Regions from separate parts of the Anser cygnoides genome. Here region 1 is linked to region 2. Evidence: chromatin contacts called from public Hi-C data. All regions are on one chromosome and are shown on one strand. Each heading gives the region's core, a stretch centred on a gene start, on an enhancer-like site or on the middle of the called end of the contact. The rest is flanking DNA. Distances are from core to core; before and after follow the strand shown. Region 1 holds the start of PPP1R1A (protein phosphatase 1 regulatory inhibitor subunit 1A). Region 2 holds the start of GPD1 (glycerol-3-phosphate dehydrogenase 1).

What was found. A called contact is a pair of places that touch in the nucleus more often than the background predicts.
Region 1: a contact with region 2 is called in a Hi-C map of liver, with 4 times the contacts expected there. The contact joins the promoter of PPP1R1A here to the promoter of GPD1 in region 2. A contact is called at or near these places in 2 of 7 Hi-C or Micro-C datasets (both in liver).

Annotation. Positions count from the first base shown.
Region 1 is chr32:1,881,782-1,887,579 of Taihu_goose_T2T_genome, forward strand. It overlaps PPP1R1A (protein phosphatase 1 regulatory inhibitor subunit 1A), which reads left to right and starts at 4,016. Exons shown (of 7, transcript XM_066985603.1): 1 at 4,016-4,191. The coding sequence starts at 4,111. TESPA1 (thymocyte expressed, positive selection associated 1) reads right to left here and starts at 1,400. Exons shown (of 12, transcript XM_066985596.1): 1 at 42-1,400.
Region 2 is chr32:1,616,901-1,623,123 of Taihu_goose_T2T_genome, forward strand. It overlaps GPD1 (glycerol-3-phosphate dehydrogenase 1), which reads right to left and starts at 3,567. Exons shown (of 8, transcript XM_048052888.2): 1 at 3,456-3,567; 2 at 3,127-3,304; 3 at 2,492-2,632; 4 at 2,008-2,146; 5 at 941-1,053; 6 at 392-625; 7 at 88-194. The coding sequence starts at 3,496. It overlaps SMARCD1 (SWI/SNF related, matrix associated, actin dependent regulator of chromatin, subfamily d, member 1), which reads right to left. Exons shown (of 13, transcript XM_066985804.1): 13 at 4,511-6,223. The coding sequence ends at 6,174.

The DNA of each region.
Region 1 (5,798 bases), core at 2,766-5,265, 270 kb after region 2:
CTGGGGACAAGGACAGGATGGCACGGAAGGATGGCACTCACCTCCAGCCGGGACATCGTGGCCACCAGCGCTGCCCGTGGGCCACCAGCCCTGGTAGGACAGAGGCAGACGGGCGATAGGTGGACGAAGAGGCTGAGGAAGAGCTCCGGGATGAAGATGGCTTTATCCCCGTCTTCCCCTTGACCTTCGCTGCTTTTCCTACCCAAAAAAAAAAAGAGCGGCGGTGGGGCAGGTCCCGTCCCAGCCCTCGCCGGCTCCTTGCCCCTCGCGGCACCACGGCTGCCCCACGGTGAGCCCGGCCAGCGCGGCTCGACCAAAGCCACGAGCCCGTCAAAAAAGGCAACGAGCCGGGCCGTCAGGACGCGCTCTCCTGGAATGGTGCTGCCCTGAGGAGGGATATTTTTAGCCTGCAAGCGTTTGCGGATAAAAGCCCCGAATTAACCATTGCTTTATCCCGCCTGGGAGCGCGATTTTCCAGGGAAGCCCCGCGGCGCATCGCCACCGTGCCACTTCGTCCCCTCCTCTGCGGGGAAGGGTTTCGTCCCCGCCGTAACGCCTGTGCCCTGGCTTCCCTCCAGGCCAGGAGCCGAAAAGCAGCCTCCTCCTCCCGCGGGATGCTTTCAGCCCGATGCACTTGGAGGGTTTTTTTAGCCCTGGGTCACATCCAGCACCCGCCATCCCCGCCCTGGCAGGGATGCTCAGGGATGTCGAGGGCCAGGGGACGCTGTGCTTAGTGGCCAAGGGACCCGGAGCATCCCCAGATCCCTGCTGCATCCATCCCAGCGCTATCACCCCGCATCTGGGCCCGATTCCACCTTCTCCTCCCCGATATTCCCCCCCCAAAAAATGACTTTGCAGCCTCTCCTCCCGCCGCCGCACGGCTCTGAAGCCGCTTTCCCCTCCACCTTCCCCAGCAGCTCCTGGGCTTTGAAGCCTCCTCCCCGCCGCCGAGCTGGGGCCGCATCCAAGGCTCCCAGGACGAGGCCGAGCAGGGCAAGGCCGGATCGAAGCCGGGCAGGATTTTCCCGTAAAAGCCCGGCGAGGAGTAAAATGGAAGTGGGCCGAGCCGAGAGCGCACGCGGGCAGCCCCAGGGAGCCGCGGTTATTTGCTGACAGCACGAGGGCGAGGTCCCGGCTGCTGTTTTGTGTCCTCGTTGCTTGGAGGAGGCCGGAAAATTGCAGGGGAGGAAGGGATGGAGAGGGAGGGGAGCTGGGAGGAGGCACGGCTGGGGATGTCCCGTCATCCCCCGACCAAGGGGACCCCAGGAGAGGACCCCGTGCGGGGAGACGTACCCCAAAACCCAGGAGCATCACCCGCAGCATCCTCCATTTCACCACTCCCGCCTCCAGGAGAGGCTGGGGGTGGCGCAGGATTGAACCCCAGCACCGAGGACAGCCCGGCTGGGGCCACCGAGCCCCCCCCCGGAGCAGCGGGGTGCTGCGGGGCCGCCTGCACGCGAGCGTTTGGTGCATCAATAATTAACGGCGCTGCGTGACGTCGGAGCCGGACACCCCCAGGGGACGAGCAGGGCGGGGGGGGGGGGGGCACACGGTTTTAGGAGCATTTCGGGGTTCCTGGTGCCTTTCCCCCAGCTCCAGACCACGATGGAGAGCGTGGCGTGCAGGCTGCTGCCCCGTCCTCGTGCCACACGGGGGGGGGAGAGCAGCGTCCGGTCCCGAACCTGCAGCACCCAGAGGTGCCGCCGTCCCCGCTGCCCCCTCCCGCCCTGGGGACACGCGTGGTGCCAGCTCCTCTGCCCAGACAGGCCTGGGGGACACGGGCAGAGCATCCCGGATTGGGGGGGGGGGCGAGCGGCTCTGCGGCCCCTCCTGCCTGACCTAGTTAGCTAATTCCCGCTGCCGGAGCCTCCCGCGGCATGAATAAGTGATGGGACGCGCTTTTAGGGCTGCGGCTGCGGCGCTGCCACCGCGTCCCCCCCCCTATTTCTGTCCCCACCTCCTGGCAGCCAGCACCCTGGGCCGGATCCGGCAGCCCCAGGAGTCGGGGGCTGTGTCCTGGGGGGGGGCTCTGCCCCTTGCCGAGGGGTTTTGGGGAAGCTTTGCTGGGGGGGGGGGGTGGCAGAGGCTGGGGACACAAGCCCGTGAGAGCCACCAGGAGGAGACCCTGTGGGGGGTGGCTCTGGTGGCTTTGGGACAGGACCCCGGGGTCCATCAGCTCCCCCCACCCCAGAGCACGAAGCCCCCACGGTGCCTCCGGGGCCGCTGGAACCGGGCACCGGGGGCCCCAAAATTCATCACTCCGAGCACGGGGGCGAAGCTCGGGGTTGGCCACCGCGGTGTCCTCGTCCCCCACAGCCCCCAGCCCCCCAGGGTGGCCGATGCTGTAGAGCAGAGGTCACCCCTGTCCCCGTCACCGCTCTGGGGGGTGTCACACCTTGCCAAGGGGGGTTCCACCCTGGCTGGAGGGGGGTCATTGTCCCCGCTGTGTCCCCTACAGGGTTGGGGACACCCCCAAAAAACACCCCCGGGCTGCAGCAGCACTGGGGACACCGGGGACGTGGCCCCGTGCCCATCCAGAGGGGCTGCCACATGGCAGTGTCCCAGCCCGTGGGGGGGGTGGCACGGGGTGCAGGGCAGCGCTTGTCCCCTCCTTGTCCCTAAATCTTTCACCCTTTTTTTTTTAGGACGGCCTCTCCCGGGGGCACGGGGCATCCAGGGACCTGCCACCGTGAAGTCCGCAGGAAACTCGGGCCTCCTGCTGCCACCCCGTCCCCGCCACCACCACGGGGGAGGCCAGCGTCCCCTTTTGGGCCACCAAAATCGGCGAGGCAGCCGCCCTGGGGGTGACACCGCGCCACGTCCCCCCCTGCAGTCACGAGGGACAATGGGGACGAGGGGCGCAGGGTCACCTCCGCGGGCAGGGACGGGCCCCGTGGGGGCTGGGGGGGGGGGGGGCGATCGATGCCCCAGGGGAATTTGCCCCCGTGGGCAGCGGGCCCGGGGCGCAGCACGTGTGGACTTTGCTCGTGCCGTGCCCTCCGAGCGGCCGGCTGCTGGTGCCTGGCCTTGTCCGGGCGTCTGTCCCTGCATCCGTCCGTCCTGCCGTCCCCGCACCCCGGTGGCCACGTGCTCCGAGGGTCTGGCCGTGTGTCTGTCCCTGCCTGCGCAGGACCCGTGTCCCTGCGGGTCCTGATGGCCACGTCCGTGTGTCTGTCCCAGTGCGGGCGTGTGTCTGCCCCGTGTGTCCGTGTGTCCTGCTGTCCCTGTGTCCCGCTGTCCCTGTGTCCTGCTGTCCGTGTGTCCTGCTGCCCGTGTGTCCCACTGTCCGTGTGTCCTGCTGTCCCTGTGTCCTGCTGCCCCTGTGTCCTGCTGCCCCTGTGTCCCGCTGTCCGTGTGTCCTGCTGTCCGTGCGTCCTGCCGCCCCTGTGTCCCACCACCCGTGTCCCACCATCCGTGTGCCCCAGCGTGTCCGTCTGTCCCCACGCGTGTCCGTCCCCACGCGTCGCCCTGCCCCAGCGTCCGTCAGTCCCGGCCGCGTGCCCGCGTTGCGCCCCGTCCGTGTGTCCGTCCCCGGGGTCCGTCTGTCCCCCGCGCTCCCCTTCGCCCACGTCCCTCTGCGTCTGCCCCGGTGGCCGCGCCTGTCCCTCTGTCCTTCCCCTGCCGGCGTCCGTCCGTCTGTCTGTCCGTCCGTCCGTCCGTCCGTCCGCCAGCCTGCCTGCCTGCCCCTGCCTCCTCCCGTCTGTCTGTCCGTCTGTCCGTCTGTCCGTCCGTCCGTCCGTCCGTCTGTCTGTCCCAGCGCCCCCCCCCCAAACCACCACCACCCTTGCGCTGCGCCCCTCGCCCTGCGCGGTGCCCCTGTCCGTCTGTCCGCCTGTCCGTGCCGGTGTCCGTGCCGGTGTCCGTCCGTCTGTCCGTGCCGGTGTCCGTCTGTCCGTCCGGCAACCAATCGCCGGTACCGGGGCGGCTCCGGGTGGGAGGGGGGGCGGGCGGAGCGGGGCCGGGCTCAGCACCGGGACCGGGGGCGGCTCCGGGAACGCTCTCGGGGGGGGGGGGGGGCCGGAGCGGAACCGGGGCGGGACCGGGGCGGGACCGGGGCGGCTCCGGGAGCCTCCGGTAAGCACCGGGAAGGCGCCGGAGGAGCCGCCCGCCATGGAGCCCAACAGCCCCCGCAAGATCCAGTTCACGGTGCCGCTCCTGGAGCCGCACCTCGACCCCGAGGCGGCGGAGCAGGTGGGGACACCGGGGGGGGGACACCGGGGACACCGGAGGGGGGGGGGTACCGGGAGGGGGGACACCGGGAGGGGAGGACAACGGGGGGAGGGGGGACAACGGGGTGGGGACACCGGAGGGGGGGGGGGGACACTGGAGGGGGGGACAACGGGGGGGGGACACCGGGGGGAACACCGGGAGGGGGTGGCACCAGGAGGGAGACACTGGGGAGGGGGGGACACCGAGGGAGGGGGACACCAAGGGTGGGGGACACTGAAGGGCGGGGGACACTGGGTGGGGGGGGGCACTGGGTGGGGACCGTGGGGTGCTTTGGAGCCCCCCCCCAAGGGACACGGAGAGGACCCTGTGCCGTCCCCGGGGGTGCAGGGCACGGCGTGGCACCGAGCAGCCCCCTGGTGACAGCAGCGGTGCTGGCAGCACCCTTGGGTGCCGTGCAGCAGCGTGGGTGCTGGGGGGGGGGGGGGGGGGACACGGGGTGCTGCGTGGGACAGACACGCCGATTCGGGGCGCACGGGGCTGGGGGCGGTGTGGCCGCATCGACCCCGACCCCGGCGACGGGCCCTAACCATGGGGGACACCCCCGCGCCCCGTTGTCCCCCGGAGAAGCCCCCCCACGGGCTGGGGGCCACGCAGCCCCCGCGGGTCGGGGACGGCCGAGGGGCTCCGGGTGCTGTGCCGGAGCCGTTGGCTGGCTCAGCGCCGCACCTTCGGGCTGCCCAGGGTGGGTGTAGGGTTACGGGGCCCCCCCCGGCCCCCACGCCGCCCCCCTGCTTGCTCAACCCCTGCTGGAGGGCATCCAACGGGCCCCAGGGCGGGGGGCTCACCCGCAGGCCCCCCCCAGCTCTGTGGGGTGACACTGGGGCGGGGGGGGGACACACACAGGGTGGCCGGCGGCACCCCGGGGGCCGGCAGAGCCCGGCTGCGGCAACGGGGGGCTGGGGGGGGCTCGGGCAGCGGGGCCCGGCCGTGGGAGCCCATTGCAAAACCATCTTGGCTCGGCGTGCGGCCCCAGAATAGCAGCAGGTATTGCATGTCCAGGGGACGCGGCCGCGCCGCTCAGGGGCTGGGAACCCGGGTGCGGAGCTCACTTGGCCCCCCCCTGGCCCCACACCGAGCACCCCCAGGTCCTCCTCCGACCCCAAATCCCGCGGGCTGGCGGGCTCCGGGGCCAGGCGGGTTTGGGAACGCCACGTGCCCTCGCTAACCGGGCACACGAGGAGCCCTGCGATGGCTCGAGGGTGCCGAAAAAGCCAGGAATTATTGGGGGGGGAGGGGAGCGGGGGGGGGGGCTCCTCCAGGATCCCGCCGGCCCCAAGCGCGCTGCCCCCCAGCCGAGGGGAGCGTGCCGGCGGCGCGGGGGCGAGCGCGGGGCCGTCTGCGCGGCGAGCATCTCGCTGTCGCTAAATACGGCCACGCACCATCTGGGGCTGCTGCACGGCTCATTTGCAGCGCCCAGAGTGGCTCGGGGAAAGGGGGGGGGGGCTCGGGAGAGGGTCCCCCCACCCACCTTGGGGGCAGGGGTCCTGGCGTCCTGCCCCCCGTAACGCCCGCGGGCATCCCGTGCCCGTCCCTGCCTCAGTTTCCCCCCCCCCAGCGGAGCTCAGCCA
Region 2 (6,223 bases), core at 2,317-4,816:
CCGAGGGTGAATTTCCCATCCCTCACCTGCAGGGAAGATCCCAGCCCAGCCTCGAAAAAAGCAGGCAAGGGGGATGAGAGCACTCACTTCTCCACCATGTTCTTGCTTTTAAGGATGCGATGCAGCTCAGCAGACGTCTGGGGACCCTGCAGCTTCTGCCCATTCAACATCTCCTTCTCCAGTTGCTCAATAGACTGAAACAACCCAACAGAGAGGGGAGCTGGACGCTGCGATGCCATCCGCTGCCCCGCAGTTCCTTCCCTGGAGCCAGGCTGTGGCGCTGGGCAAGTGAAGAATGCCACAAGGCTAGCTGGCTCCCTGCCGCTGCCAACTCAGCAGATTGATGCAGGTATTAACGCCCCCCTCGTTGCCTGCTCCCCGCTCTGCTCACCTTCCCAGTCTTGGCAAAAGCCTCAGCCACCTTGCGGTTGCGACCACCGTAGCAGGTAGTGATGAGATCGGCGACCCCGCAGCTCTCCAGGAAGGTGGAGGGGGTGACGGGCCCCTTGCAGAAGAGTTTGGCGAAGCCAATCATCTCCATCAGTCCCAGACGGATAACAGCAGCCTTCGTGTTGTCTCCGAAGCCGAGGCCGTCGCAGAAACCAGCCCCTACAGCCACGATGTTCTGGAAGACAATAGCACAGAGTGATCTGTTCCCACTAGAGCCCAGGGCTTTGCCACATCCACAGGCTGCCCGAGTGATCCCGAGAGCAGGCTGCTGCCTGCCCCTGCCTGTCTGGCAGCCATCAGTCCCTCCGAGGAGCTGAACAGGACACACACAGCTGCCTCCAAAACCTGGCCTCTTGCCCAAGCGTCTCAGCGAGCCAGGGTGCAATATCCAGAGGAGTTCATCCAAGTGGCAGCCTCCTCCCCAGAGCTCCCCGCAGAGCTCAGGCTCTGCTAACCGAGATCTACAGACCTCAGCCAGCAGCTCACCCACCTTGAGAGCCCCGCAGATCTCTACGGTGTCAGCCTCCTGCACCACCGTGACGCGGAAATTCGGCGTCTGCATCAGCTCCTTCAGGATCTGCCCGTACTGCGCGTTCTTGCACCCTGACGAGACAAAAGGAGAAGCGTGAGGGGAGAGGGAGACGTGAAGGAGACCCCGGAGGAGGGCTGTTCTCTTCTCCAGCGCACTGGTATGTTCCTGCAGCGTAGCCCTCGCATCCGGCGCAGTGAGAGGAATCTCTTGCTCAACTGCTGGGCATTGCTAAACGTTTGTGGGACCACAAAGTGCCAGGCGGGCGTACAGTGCCTGGTGGATAATCAAGGTTCAACCTTGGGATTCCCAGAAGATGGGGATGATGCCTGCCATTGCATTGAGCAAGAGAGAAGTGGCGTGCCCAGTAGATTAAAGGCGTCTTCAGAGACTGCAGATTTGTGTTTGGAGGCTGCTGCGCTCTCTGTTCCTGCAGGGCCCTGCATGGGAGAGTTTCTGTGCTTGCAGTGACAGCAAGCTCTGCTTCCACGTCTCCGGTCCCTGCAGCCTTCTGCATGGCTTGTTTGCTTTTGTTTCAAACACGGACACTTTGAATCTTGTAACTTCTAACCCAGAGAACTGTTCTGTTGGTTTTGGCTGCTGTGTACGGTTCACAAACAGTGCGGAGGATGTCAGGAGCTGCCGCCAGATGAACTCTCAAGTAGCCCTGGCTAGCAAGGACATGAGATCCAGGTGATTGTCCCTTGAAGCCCAGTGAGATAAAGGTAGGTGAACTCTATTTCCTAAAGGGTCTCTCAGTGTCCGTCCCTTTCACTTGTACCAGGCCAACTGCCAGATGCTCCTAGTCAGTGCTGGCAGGAGCTTTCAGACACACAACCCTGTTTTTAATGAAGGGAGCAATCACACTGCAAACCCTGTGAATCAGTTCATCGAGCTCCTACGGAGCCTCACTGCCTTCACAGGGAAAAAGGGACGGCTCTCCCTAGGCAGCACCACGCTCCCCCCTTTACGTCTTCCCGCTCGTCAGAAACGGTGGCTGCTAATGAGGAGGGATGCTGGCTCCTTACCGATGGTTGTTTCACAGAACTTCTCTTCTGCCACTTCATTAGCAATGTTGGCCCCCATGAGGACGCTCATCTCTATTCCCAGTTTCTCGTGGATAATGTCTGAGATCAGCCTCAGCCCGTCTGGTCCTTCGTCCACCCCCTGGGAGACAGCCAGGGGCAGAGATGAGCACCTGTCCCCTCCAGCGGGACCTGGCCCCCGCTGTCCCAACCCCGTCACTCCCCATCCTGCGATGCTGTCGCCCCAACAGCCCCCCCCAAGCTCAGCTGCGCCCCGCTCGCAGCGCTTCAGACCCCCTGCATGCCCTCACCCTTTTCCACTCCACGAACACACCTCCAGACCCCCGCGAAGACTTCCCACACCCCTCTTGTACGCCACCAAAACCCCAGAGCCCACTTTCTGCTCCCAGACCCCCCTGGCTCCCCTTTGCAGCCCCGCACAAGCTGTAACCCCCGGCTGCCAGGGCGGCGCTCCTCCTGCTCGCACCTTGATGAGCGACACCCCGATGGCGCCTTTCTTCACGTGGCCCTTGAGCTGCTCGCAGACCTTGCCGATGAACTGGTGGGGCACCACGAACAGGAGGACGTCGGCCCCGGCGCAGGCTTTCAGCAGGTCTGGCTCTGCCACCTGCAGGGTGGGACCGTCAGGACCTGCACCCGATTTTTCATGGCGAGGGGCCTGCCCCTGTCCACGACGAGGGGAGCAGGGGCTGGAGGACAAGTGCGTGGGGTTTCCCCGTAAGAGGACGGACACAAAGGCTGGCGGGGCAGAGGGGCTGGAGCTTGGCAGCACAAAAGGCTGAGTGTACGGTCACAGGACGACAGCGCCCGGGCTCGCCGCGCACCGCTGATGCCAGCTCGGAGGCAGCCGCGTGGCTTCAAGCCCAGGCTGCGGGATGCCAGAGCAGGGGCAAAGGTGGGCAGCGAGGGTGGCCAGGGCTGCGGCTCATCCAAGCGCGCTGCAAGGTCACTGGGAACGTGTAAGCGAGCCCCGTGCATCCCCGTTCGCACAGCCAGCACGCGGGGCCGCGGCAGCTCCCAGCGCAGCTTTTTATTACCTGTCACCGGGGAGCCCGGCTGCCAGCGCCGGCTCTCGAGCTCGGCAGGGAAGGCCACACTCACCACGTTGGGGGGCAGCTTGTGTCCCGGCAGGTACTTGACGTTCTCGTGCTCCGTGTTGATGATTTCGGTGAGGCGCCGGCCGCCCACCTCCTCCTCCAGCACCCACATGCTCACCAGGTTCTCGAAGGTGCTCAGCCGCGCCGCGTTGCTGCCCGCGATCTTGGCGATGGCCGAGCCCCTGCACGGGCAGAGCGGAGCCGTAGGCACCGAGGCTGCCGGCACCGGGGAGCCCGGGGCACCCCACGGCCCTTGCCCGGGGGTCCCGGTGTCCCGGGGACAGCTCCGTGCTCCGGGAGGGGACCCGCAGCGCCCGGCCACCGGCTGCTCACCAGTTGCCGGAGCCCACGACGCACACTTTCTTGCCGCCCATGGTGCGAGGAGCTGCAGCGCTGCTCCGTGCCGAGCCCGCCGCCGGTATTTGAAGGCTGCCCCCGAGCAGGGGCGGCCCCAGCCCGCCTCCCGCTCCGCCCCGGGGGCAAACCGGGCACCCGCGGCCCCGGGGGGCCGCCCAGGTCGCTGGCCCCGGCCGCAGCCGGTGCTCGCGGCTCCGGGGAAGCCAAGCCAGCGCCCGGCGGCTGCAGATCGCTGCCCCGAAGCGAAGGCGCTCGGCTCGCCGATCTCAGCGCAGCCGGGAACGGTGAGTGCCCAGCGGCTTCCCCCCCTCTCCCTCCCCTCAGATTGCCGCATAAAAGCATTTTATTTGCCCCCAAAGAAGCGTCGTCCCGTCGTGTCACCTCCCCGGGTGGGAGACGTGAACCATCTGACTGCAGAGCCAGGAGGCAACGCCAGCCTTCATCCCAGCGCTAAGCAGCAGCAGCACCGACTGCTTGGCCTTACGCGAAGCGCCCTTTCTTCTAGACGCAGAGGATCTCTTTCTCTTGCAGCGAGGCTTTACAAGTTTTCTGTAAAGCGTTACATTTCTACTCCGATAACCAAGGCAGGGTGCAAAGAGCGAAGCCCCTTTCGCATGCCTTTAAACCCATCTCTGGAACCTTTAATACAGTTTCCTCAAAATCATACCTGAATCCCGCGGGGCTTACAACAGGCTGTCACCGTTCTGCACGGCGGTGTGAATACCGGGCCGTCTAGATTTTATCAGCACCTTGGCCACTGGATTTCCAGGTTTGCTCAAGTTACTTTGCTTATTTACCACAAAAGCACTCTGCAAAGGCTTAGTGGGCGCTGCAAGCCACAGATCCTTACCTGAAAGACGCTGTATGAAAGGCCAAAACGTGATGAACGTTTTCTCTGCAGTTTCTTAAACCAGTTAAAAAAATAAAGTGAAAATAATCCTGTCCCTTCCCAGGCAAATACATGAGGTATCATCCACCAAGGCAGCTGCTGAGAGAAAGTGTGCTGTCAGCACAGAAGGAGGGAGGACAGCTTCCTTCACAGGAGGCTTTTATTAAAACTGGGTGACATCTACAAGGATACAGTACAAAAAAAATTTTGGTCCATGGAAAAACCCATAATATTCAGTTAAGAAAAGCAGTTACTCTGCAACAGCTATGTTTGCCTACGCAGTACTCAGCATCCTTCATGTGTGACTACCCTGAGGAGTCAGTGGGCTGCTTCACCAGCACCAAGACCTTCACCCCAGTACCACAGAGGAGCCATTTCAAAGAGGGTAAAGGAGAAGGGAAGTCGAGAGCCTATTACTCACAGACATGTAGTAACACAGACACAAGGAGTAGGGCCACCCAGGCTCCCAAATTCATAGTAACCTTCCCAACCACACCAGAGCCGGGTGTGGGGATGAGGGGGGCTTGTCAGTAACGTGGCTTTGCAGCTGTTCCAAGAGAATATGACCAACTTTTGAGTCCATTTGCATTAGTCCCGAGCAGAAATACTGAGATCCGGGTTAGAGAAGCCGCTCTCTTACACCTGACCACTAGTTCACTAGTAAATAGTTCCATGACGAGGCATGGGGGCTGCTACTCCCCACAGTAAAGAAAGTCTACTTGTACATTCCTGATCCATGCTGGGCCTTATGGCAGCCCTGGAACCTAAAACTTGACTAAAAACCACAGGAGCTTCAGCATGGAAACATCTCCTAACTCACATATGCTTGGAGCTACATCCATTCCCAAGGACGGTCCTGTTACACTCAGGTCCACACAAAGGAGCCTCTGGTCCCCAAAGCAAGTGACATATGACAACTGTCCCGAAGGAATGAGCGTACAACACCCCACCCCTGCACAATTACACGGGCAGCTGTTGCATCCTCCCTCCCTGCTACAGGGAAAACAAGCAGCCAGGTGGCTTGCTGGAACCCCAAGTGTTTTGAAGTGCAGTGAAGTCTCAGCACTCCAGATCTTGCACACCCCTGCGGTAAGCCAATGCTTCATCTCCCCTGTGATTCCCAGCCTAAAACAGTCTGTCATAAACATGAAGGGAGCAGGACAGGAAAAAAAAGGGACAAGAGAAGAAGCGATTCTCTACACAGTCCGGTAACTTCCTCAAGGAGGAGAGTGACCTGTGGGGCAGCCCAGTGCAGCAGCACCCTCCGCGTGAAGGAGGGGAGGGCTGGGAGGTATGTCAGCTCGTGGCATCCTGCCCGCTCCATCTCCTGGTACCTTGCTACAAAAAGAGGCAGGGACTAGACTAGCCGCAGAGCTCCACCCTTAGAGCAGGTCCAGGCTTCCCAGACCCAGGTCTCACGTGTGCCACAACTAGATGCTAGCTGAGGAGGAACGGGCTGTGGTTTCTGAACTTGAGAAAAGCTCCAAGTCAGCATTCATACTGGCTACCGGGGACACTACAGGCAGTACGGAGTCACAGAAAGGCTCTCAGAAGCCCTGGGACTGACAAGGCAACAGTCAGGAAGAAAACCAGGTAGAAGTGTGTGCTCGTTGGAGCCCGTCTGCTTGCCACTCCCCAGAAGACCCCAGGTGTCCTAGAGTTGCCCCAACAGGGGCAATGCCAGGATGGATAATGGTGCAGGCCTCAGTGCCGGAGTGGGATTACGTGAGCTGTAACAGCGTACTCTGCAGCTCTGTCTCCACAAGTAGCTGTGATGCCTTCTGGCTGGGGAGGAGCGGAGCGGCCTATGTGTTGCGGATTCCCAGGGCCTGCTCTAGTTCCTGCCGTCTTTGCT